2 separate regions of the Gossypium hirsutum genome follow, and region 2 is linked to region 1. Evidence: chromatin contacts called from public Hi-C data. All regions are on one chromosome and are shown on one strand. The core of a region is the stretch at or near the end of the contact, and the rest is flanking DNA. Distances in the headings are between cores, read along the strand shown. Region 1 holds the start of LOC107953017 (transcription factor PHYTOCHROME INTERACTING FACTOR-LIKE 15). Region 2 holds the start of LOC107953007.

Region 1 (4,257 bases), core at 684-3,183:
GCTCTTTCAATGCACGCATCTTCTTGTTGATTTTATCTCTTCGCCTCTACATATAAGCATAAGATACCCAAGAGCTTATCAGATTTCGTTTTTTTTCCCTTTTTTACTTTTCAAAATATTAGTTAATTTTTCGTGGTTGCCTGCTACTGATCTTACCCGTTCAGATAGGTTGTGAACTTCTGTTTTTCTCTTTCTCTTAGCACCTTTGCTTCCCCGTGGAACTGGCGCTGCTTTTGTTGTTCCTTCGGCTTCTTCCATTGTTGTATTCTGCACCACATATTGACATCCTTTGAATTAGAATTAAGTTCACTGTAATATTTTATATTTTCTTATGGACAAGATAATACATACTTTACTGAGATCAGTGTCTTCATATCTCCTTTTCAAAGTGTACGTGGGACAATTTGAAGCCCCACGGGAACATAATGAAGACGATGCCACCATTTGGTCTGGATTTCCCTTAAAAGCTGTATCATCCGGCGCTAATCTCGCATTTGGAACAGCTTCGGATTGCTCGTCAGGGAATGATTCTTTTAGAGGCTCAGAATCTGGTAACGTTGGCCTCATTCGCTTCGCCATGAAATCACCTTCATTTCCGAAGGGAATATTGCTACTCCTTGGAGGCGCAGATCTGACATTATTGCCTTGTAAATCCTCAGCACCTGCAGCTAATCCTGGAGTGCGCATTGCACCAGAGCTTGCATGGTTTGATCTTAAGATGGAAAAGTTCACCCTATCTTTTTCCTCCTTTGATCCCTTAAACTGCTGCAAGGAAGAGCAAGGTACCTCGTCTTCTACAAGTTGATTGGGCACGTAGCTTGGTTTTAAACGATTGAAGTTGTTTACTGGAACAATATTAGCATCCACGCCATGACGATCCAGTTTTGAGAGACTGGAGAGACCTGATATGGGATGGGCGAAGGTGGAATCTGCAACCCCCCCATCCTTTGATCCATTCGCAGTAGAACGCGATGAGAACGGGAAACTCTTTTGAGTTACCTTGGACGATAAACCTCGAATGAGAACTTGACCATTTTCCCATACCAGCTCCATGAAATCAGGATCGCGCCTGCATTATTAGAAAAAACTTCAATCAATAAATTCAATGCATAAATAACAAAATAGTAGAGAGCTTGGGAAAAAAGAATCACAAAGAAAATCATACATGAAAGGTCCATTAGGCAAGTCGGATGTCATCCTTGGTGTTTGCAGCTGAATGTAGCTAGCCTACCTATCCTACATCAATAATGCTCAACAATGAGATTCTGCCAACAAATTAATCTCCATTTTCATGACCAGGAGTCTTTTTTTCTCTTTCCAAAGGAAGAACAGTGGTGATAAAGGACAAGGGAAAAAAGTTGAATAGAAATCATATAGATGGTCTTTCTGTACTACCCAACCAACGAGAAAACCCCACATAGACATGTTTAGAGGGGGCTCTTACCTGCTAAGATGCTGGAAATCCTAGAAATGAATGAAAGTGAAAATGGGAATCAAATCAAGCACTAGAAATAGTGGGTTCTTTGTAAAATTATTACACAACACTGATAAGACGGTGGGATTTGGAAGAACCCTGTGGTGAAAAATGAGGCGTCCACAAAAAATTGAAGCCTGTCTAATCTTAAATATGTTGTTGCGTGGAGGTTAGGTATCCACACTGGAGAAGGAGGCCAAGTTCATTGACCCACCAGCAAAGAGAAGATATTCCTAAAAATAATTCGTCATTTTTGAGATTTTTGGGACCATTAAATTGTGGTATTTTAACTAATGACTCACTCCCTGGAAAAAGAGAAGTTTCTTCAATGTAAAGGGAGCTGGACCATTTCTTTCGATCGGTTCCTAGGCAGAATAGAAGCATCTTTAGTCTCCCCCCAAAAAAAAAAATTAGGCAGCGGAAGCGAAATAGAAGAGAAAGAGATGTTCTTGAATGGTGACGTACTGATATTTGACTGGCTTTCAAATTATAAATATAAATTAAATATCTTGTCCTTTCATGTCTTCTGGTAGAAGCTATGGTGATAGACAGCATTTTAATTTCATTTGGCCGTAAAGTCCCCTTCGATTTACAGGCCAACTTTAGATAGGAATTTTAAGCAAGAAAATAAATTTTGATTTTAAATTGAGATTTGAATTCAAATAAAAAATTAAACTTTTTAATTTTTGAAAAAATGTTTTTTAATGAATTTCTTTTATCTTATTATAATACTTTTTCAAAAGCGTTTTTTTATAGTAATAATAAACATTATTAAATTTTTCAAAAAAACATTTTTCAATCTTAAAAGTAAACCAATCCTTGAATTTTTCTTATTTTATTTGTTTGTTTATTAAAATTAAAAAAATGATAAAAATTAATTTAGTATTTGTTTATACATCCTATTATTCATACACTTTAAAACAATATGATATGATATTTTATTGTTTTCTTTTGTGAAATTATATGATATTTTCTTATTGAATTAAGAGTGATTTTTTAATTCAAAAGAGAAGTGAATTTTTAAAATTATCTGATTAATCATACTATAAGTTCATGGTAATCGACAACAAACATGCCAATGAAGGGGATAGTGACGAATCATCTTTCATTATCTTGAAACTAAAAATGAAAGTTCGTAAGCTGAGTAAGACGTGGGCAAAATTTTGTATGAGCCCATAATGGAATCTAAGACACTCACGTGGGTTGGGGGGTTCAGGACCAGGACTAGCCACAGTCCAAAGTGGAGCCACCGCCAAGTGGCGACATGTAACCCAATTTATCAGTTAGTCACCACCTTTGAATTTCGTATCAAAATCCTTTCACTGAGAAGAAGAAAAAAGAAGAAAGCGTGTACTTCACGTGATCACCAATGGTTCACGTGGCCCATGTTTCCTTGTCTTTGAACTTTAAAAAAATAATTTTTTTCCTTTCCTTTAGGATTAAATTTTCCACTTCCAGGCAAGATTTAACAAGTGTAGACCAAACAAAACCGTGACCAGTCCTTGAATAAAACCAGGGGGACAGCGACGGTTCTAAGGAAGGGGCCGAGGCCACCATAATGATGATGATAAGGAAAGTTCCCAACTCAACGGACATTAAAGAAGTGTCAGATGTAGAACCTAATCTAATCTCCTGTAGAATATGCCCGAAATATTTTTAAGTCTTCCGATTTCAAGGCTGACGTGTGTGCCTTAGAAACCCCAGAAAGTTTCTGCCAGGGTCTCTTGTAATAGTGCTCAACCTAACAAAGACTCCACATTGTTTAAACACTAATGAAAAAGACCGGAAGTTATAATTGGTAATCAATTTCGTTACATCACACCAAACAGCATATGGTGGGGGCGTGCACTAGGAAAATAGAATTGAGGAAAAAAAAAGAAAATCAAATACTTATATCTCACCGTGATTGTAGATGTAGTTGCTTAAATCATGAACAACAGCAGCCCCTGGACAGGAGGATGATTGTAAGTTAAATAATGGAACACCATAGTTATAAATGCCAAAGCTCCCGCAAATGCAAGTTACAGGCCACTCGGAAAGCAAAATGATATGTTCACTATTACAGATAAGGTTCTATTGAACAATTGAGAGATGGACAAGGTATCAGGAAAATTTTAAGGACGGTCAAATTTACAAAGTCGACTTCTTAGTTCCTGGGACAAATGGAAGTCTGCTCATCGGACCTCTTTTGGTTCAGTATTTACTGTCTTTCAAGCACTCGGCTATTACATGTTTCAGCTGGAGCATCTTTTCCCTTGCTGACTGCATTAAGTTAGGATGATAAAATGTATTAATCAACCTATATAGATAACATTCAATTCTAATTTATATCCAAGAATTTATATAGTCTATAAGCTCCATCTTAAGTATGAGGACTCCACATAAGGTGAGGAAGCAAGTAGCAACAGTATCCCAGTATAAACTCTCGTCAAATATAATAAGCTTCTTATTTAAGCAGGCACTTAGCGAGCAAATTCGATAGAAGCATTATACTCAACAGCATAGATTTCAAGCCCAAATGACTCCACTGTCTAGTGGCCCCCAAGTAATGTACCTAACCTTCTCACCAAGGTCAGCTAACTGTGATGTATGGCTATATTCCACAACCAAGTATTTTGGCCAGTAGATACCCCGCATAGTGAATGGACTACACAGACCATACCTGAATTATGGAAAACCAGTGCTAAACTTTTTTTTTTATGTTATTATAAACAGAAACAACAAACGTGCCTCATGTACAGAAGTGATTCTTCTTTCAGCATTATTAAGTTGGATTTCAGCTG
Region 2 (4,257 bases), core at 510-3,009, 140 kb before region 1:
CTACTTTCTGATAATTGATTTGTTAGATTTTAGGTTTTAAAATAATAATAATTGTTTGAGTTTAGGCCATCGATCAGTACCCTTAGCTTTCAAGTTTGCCCCGATCTTACCTTTGAGCTTAACTCTGTTTACAGTGGGGGCACTGCGATTTGTTTGGTTGGAATAGAGGTCATTTAGAACAAATTCTTTTTGTTTCTAACACAACAGCAATTTTTGGGAACACTGTACCTAAAACCATATCCAAGTCAAAACTGAAGAATGACAACAGAGAACTGATACAACAAACACTGCTCGAAACTGAAATTATGCTTTAGCCTTCAGTCTTGCTGCTTACAAAGTGTAACTTAAGCTTAAGCTTACCATCTAGCTTCATAATCCACAGTGTTTATATTTACAAGTGGAAAGCTGTACATAAGTGTAACTTGGTTTTTTAGGAAGCAAGAAACTAAAATCGAAAAGGGTTTTTTAATGGAAACAACGATGATAGTCGAGCGCAGCAGTTAGTCAGCTGCAATGTTTAGATGTGGATGCAAGTGCCACAGCTTGTGCCCACACCTTGAGCCGAGCCTTCACATCTCTTGGGTCATCACCTAAAATTACAGAGTAAACATCCCATCAGATGAACTGAAAATGCTATGCAGAGCCTTTATATAAATCAAACAATCAGTAGTTCCCAAGTTTCCTGTTAGGTTTAGAAAAGAAAGCATAAAGGTCCAAATTAAAGGTAATTTTGACTAACCAGGGCTAGAGATACGCCAGTTGGCGATCGGAGAATTGCCACCGCTACTAGGCATCTCCAACATACGCTCATGTTCCAACTCTAACCCAAGATCCCTACACGCCTTCACTTCCTCCAAGTCCATACACAGCGACCTCTGCCCACCTTTGGGCCTTGTAATCACCACCAATCCCGCACTACCCCCTTCACTTTCCCCACTGAAACTTCCACTATGGTTGCTGTAACTTGCAATTAATTCTCCATCTTTCTTCTTGCTGCAGCTTTTACTCTCATTATCTTCCCATCTATCTCTAGTAATCCTCCTCTTCCTCGACTTGTTGTTCCCTTTTGACCTTCTTAAACCACCCTTTTGAGCTTCATTTTCACTTGCGTAATCTTTCGCCACTCCCGTCAGCTCCTGAGACAACACCGCTTTTCGGTTCCTCCGGCGAGGTGGGGTGGCGGGAAGAGAGTAGCAGCTAGGTTCCTTGTCGGAGTCAGAAGAGAGTTGAAGCAATTCTTTGCCACGGAACTCTTCATCAACATCTGCATCAAAGGACAACCTCGACAGATACATCCCCAGATTATCATCATCATCATCATCATCCTCGTTCGTGTACATGGAACTGGTACACATGGAAAGCCTCGACAAGTTATATGTATGGGCCTGATGCTCAAACCCAAAATCAATATCGTCATAGTCATCTTCCACCATGGACGAAACAACCGTCATACTTTCATCTGAAGCCATCTTTCGCAACAACAAAAAGAAAAAAAGAAAGAAAAAGAAACTAAAAGAACGATGAAGTTGAAGTGTGCTTTTCTTCTTCTTTTTTCTGTTATCAAAGTGATATATTAGAGAGAAAACAAAAAGACCGGCTGGCTATACATTATTTAACAAGGTGTGGCGTTTGGGCTTTTTATGAATCATTCATCAATTTCTGATTTCATAATAAAAAGTAAAATAAACACACTCCTCACTCTGAACAACCAAATTTATACGCAGAAAATTTGAAGCCTTTAATTACAGAGATACCCATTTCGGTGCTCAATCACTTCCTCTTACTTCCTTTTTGGTAGTTGGCAGAAGGTTGGGATTGTAATTTTGGTTTTAAATCAAATTAGTTAAGTAAGAAGCTTCGGACCATATGGCTTTTTTTTTTTGAATAATTATTAAAAATGATTACAAGTTATTTACACATGGCAATATTGAGCCAAATGACGTAGAGATCTGCTCAAGGACACGTAGCTCCACACAAATTCTTTTCCTGCTGCTAACACCACTCTACTTCATTCATAACCGGGTCACGAGTCACGACTCACTACGTGTCAACAAGGTACCAAAGATTGAAACCTGCCCTCACGATTTCCCATAACCTAGCTCTGTTTCGAAATCATTGTACACTATACTGTGCCATTGCTTTTTGCCCATTCCTTTTCTTTATTTATACTTTCACTTTCTTTTTTACAAATGAGGCTTTTCTTTATGACTATTTTACCCAAAAAAACAAAAACTCATTTCCAACATTGTTTATGAAAATGGTGGATTGGGTTAAAAATTTTAAAATACATCCACGTGAAATTATTTTAAGAGAATTTAAAAAAAAAATGTGTTGAACCGTAAAAATACGTTGATATGGGCGTACTCTTTTTTTTTTAATATTATAAAAAATGATTTTTTAAAAATTTACAAGGATAAGCTGTTATAAAAAATAGATTTTTTATTTTAAGGTGCTACAAATTAATATGGAAATAAAATTTACAAAATAAATAATTATATAAACTCTCATTTCTCTTGTTTTCTTAACTAATATAGGATGTGAGATGTGTGTATATATAGAGCCATGAATAGGTTTGCAACTTGTTTCTAGACAATGTGAGATTCATTCCTATTATAACTAACAACATAAGATTAAAGGCTATACTATCTTTTATAATTTTTTACAAAAAAAATTCTATTTTTTATATTTTTTAATATTTTCTCATATTATAAAATTATCTTTTGAGATCCTTTAAACTTGTTGCATTTTAAAATTGTTAGCATATACAAAAGGACTATTAAAAAAAATTACACATATGAAACTTGTACATGCAATAATCTTCTATTCAATTTTAAATGTTTGAAGTTAATATCTATGCAATTCTAATTTTTAAAATAATTTTCTATTATTTCAATTTAGAAGTTATACTTTTAAATTTTATTTTATTTTATGTTATGCATGTTTGATTAATAAATAAATGGTGAGTATTTGGTACTCAAATAGTATTTTTTTGTAATTTTAAAAAAATTGATATCTCTTTTTTTATATATTTATTTTTTAATATTTTACTATACTCATTAATTTTTTAATTCTAATTTTAATTTAATTTTCATCACCTAATGAATGTTGATAAATTTATTTCAGATGTATTTTGACTATATAAATAATCTATTTAAACATAGTATATAATTATGTTAAATAAGTTTTTCTATGGAAATATATAATATGCATAAAATATAATAATTATTTTTCATATTTTTATATCTAGATTAAATTACATTAGTAGTCACTTAACTATGATTTTTTGGCTATCGAATTATAAAAATTTACAAAATGATCACTCAACTATTAGTAATTTTTTAAATATTTATTTTTTAATATTTACTATATTCATTTTATATTTTATAATTTTTTTACTTATAGAGTTTAAAAATTTTATTTATAATGTAACAAATGTTAACTTTTTGTAAAAAAAATTTAAAGTCTATAAGTAAAAAAATATAAAATATAGTGCAGCCTTTAATTTGATGTTATTAGTCAAAAGAGGAAGGAATCTCACATTGTATAGGAATAAGCTACAAACCTATTCATGAGTCTATATATACACATATCTTACATCGCACATTGTTTAAGAAAACAAGGGAAATGAGACTTTGGGTCTATATAAAGATCTATTCTATAATTTTTATTTCTACATTAATTGGTGGCACCAAAAAAAAATGGTGCTGCCACTTTGGGTCTTTATAAAGGCTTATTCTCGTAAATTTTTAAAATATTGGTCTATCTTTATAATATTTTTAAAAAAATTATCTTTTTTGAAAACTTAGTCCGAGCACGGGCAAAAGTGTGACCACGTCAGCGTGTTTTTGTTGACACGGGTTAAAATGCATCCCCGTCAATGCACTTTTCTAAAAATTCCCCTTAAGTGATGGAATGTGTTGTTACACTTTATTGTCGACAAATCCCATCAAATTCACCGAGATGGAACTTTTAGACGATGAAGACGTGGGGACAATGATTGCACTTTATTATCAGAATTAGAGTGGCCACATTGAATCAATTTAGTTGTTTGTTGAGTTTGTTGATGTCGAGCTAGTTGAAGATTTCACTCCATTAAGTGAAGAACATGAAGTTTAAGATCCGTGTACGGAGCTTTTGAGAGCATCTGTTGATAGGCGATCTACTGTACATGGTTTCAACATTGATTTTAATGATTCACTTGCATTTGAGAACCTTAACTTGGGTTCCCATTTACAAATACATCTCGTGGTGATTGAG

Evidence for each region. A called contact is a pair of places that touch in the nucleus more often than the background predicts.
Region 2: a Hi-C map of leaf shows a contact between it and region 1, with 1.7 times the contacts expected there. The contact joins the promoter of LOC107953007 here to the promoter of LOC107953017 in region 1. A contact is called at or near these places in 3 of 34 Hi-C or Micro-C datasets (anther, hypocotyl and leaf).

What each region holds. Positions count from the first base shown.
Region 1 is chrA07:28,221,361-28,225,617 of Gossypium_hirsutum_v2.1, reverse strand. It overlaps LOC107953017 (transcription factor PHYTOCHROME INTERACTING FACTOR-LIKE 15), which reads right to left and starts at 1,933. Exons shown (of 7, transcript XM_041117898.1): 1 at 1,166-1,933; 2 at 352-1,069; 3 at 157-267; 4 at 1-46. The coding sequence starts at 1,197. It overlaps LOC107953018 (meiosis-specific protein ASY3), which reads right to left. Exons shown (of 9, transcript XM_016888246.2): 8 at 4,205-4,257; 9 at 3,337-3,736. The coding sequence ends at 3,668.
Region 2 is chrA07:28,358,252-28,362,508 of Gossypium_hirsutum_v2.1, reverse strand. LOC107953007 reads right to left here and starts at 1,759. Exons shown (of 2, transcript XM_041117900.1): 1 at 740-1,759; 2 at 277-590. The coding sequence starts at 1,469. The coding sequence ends at 505.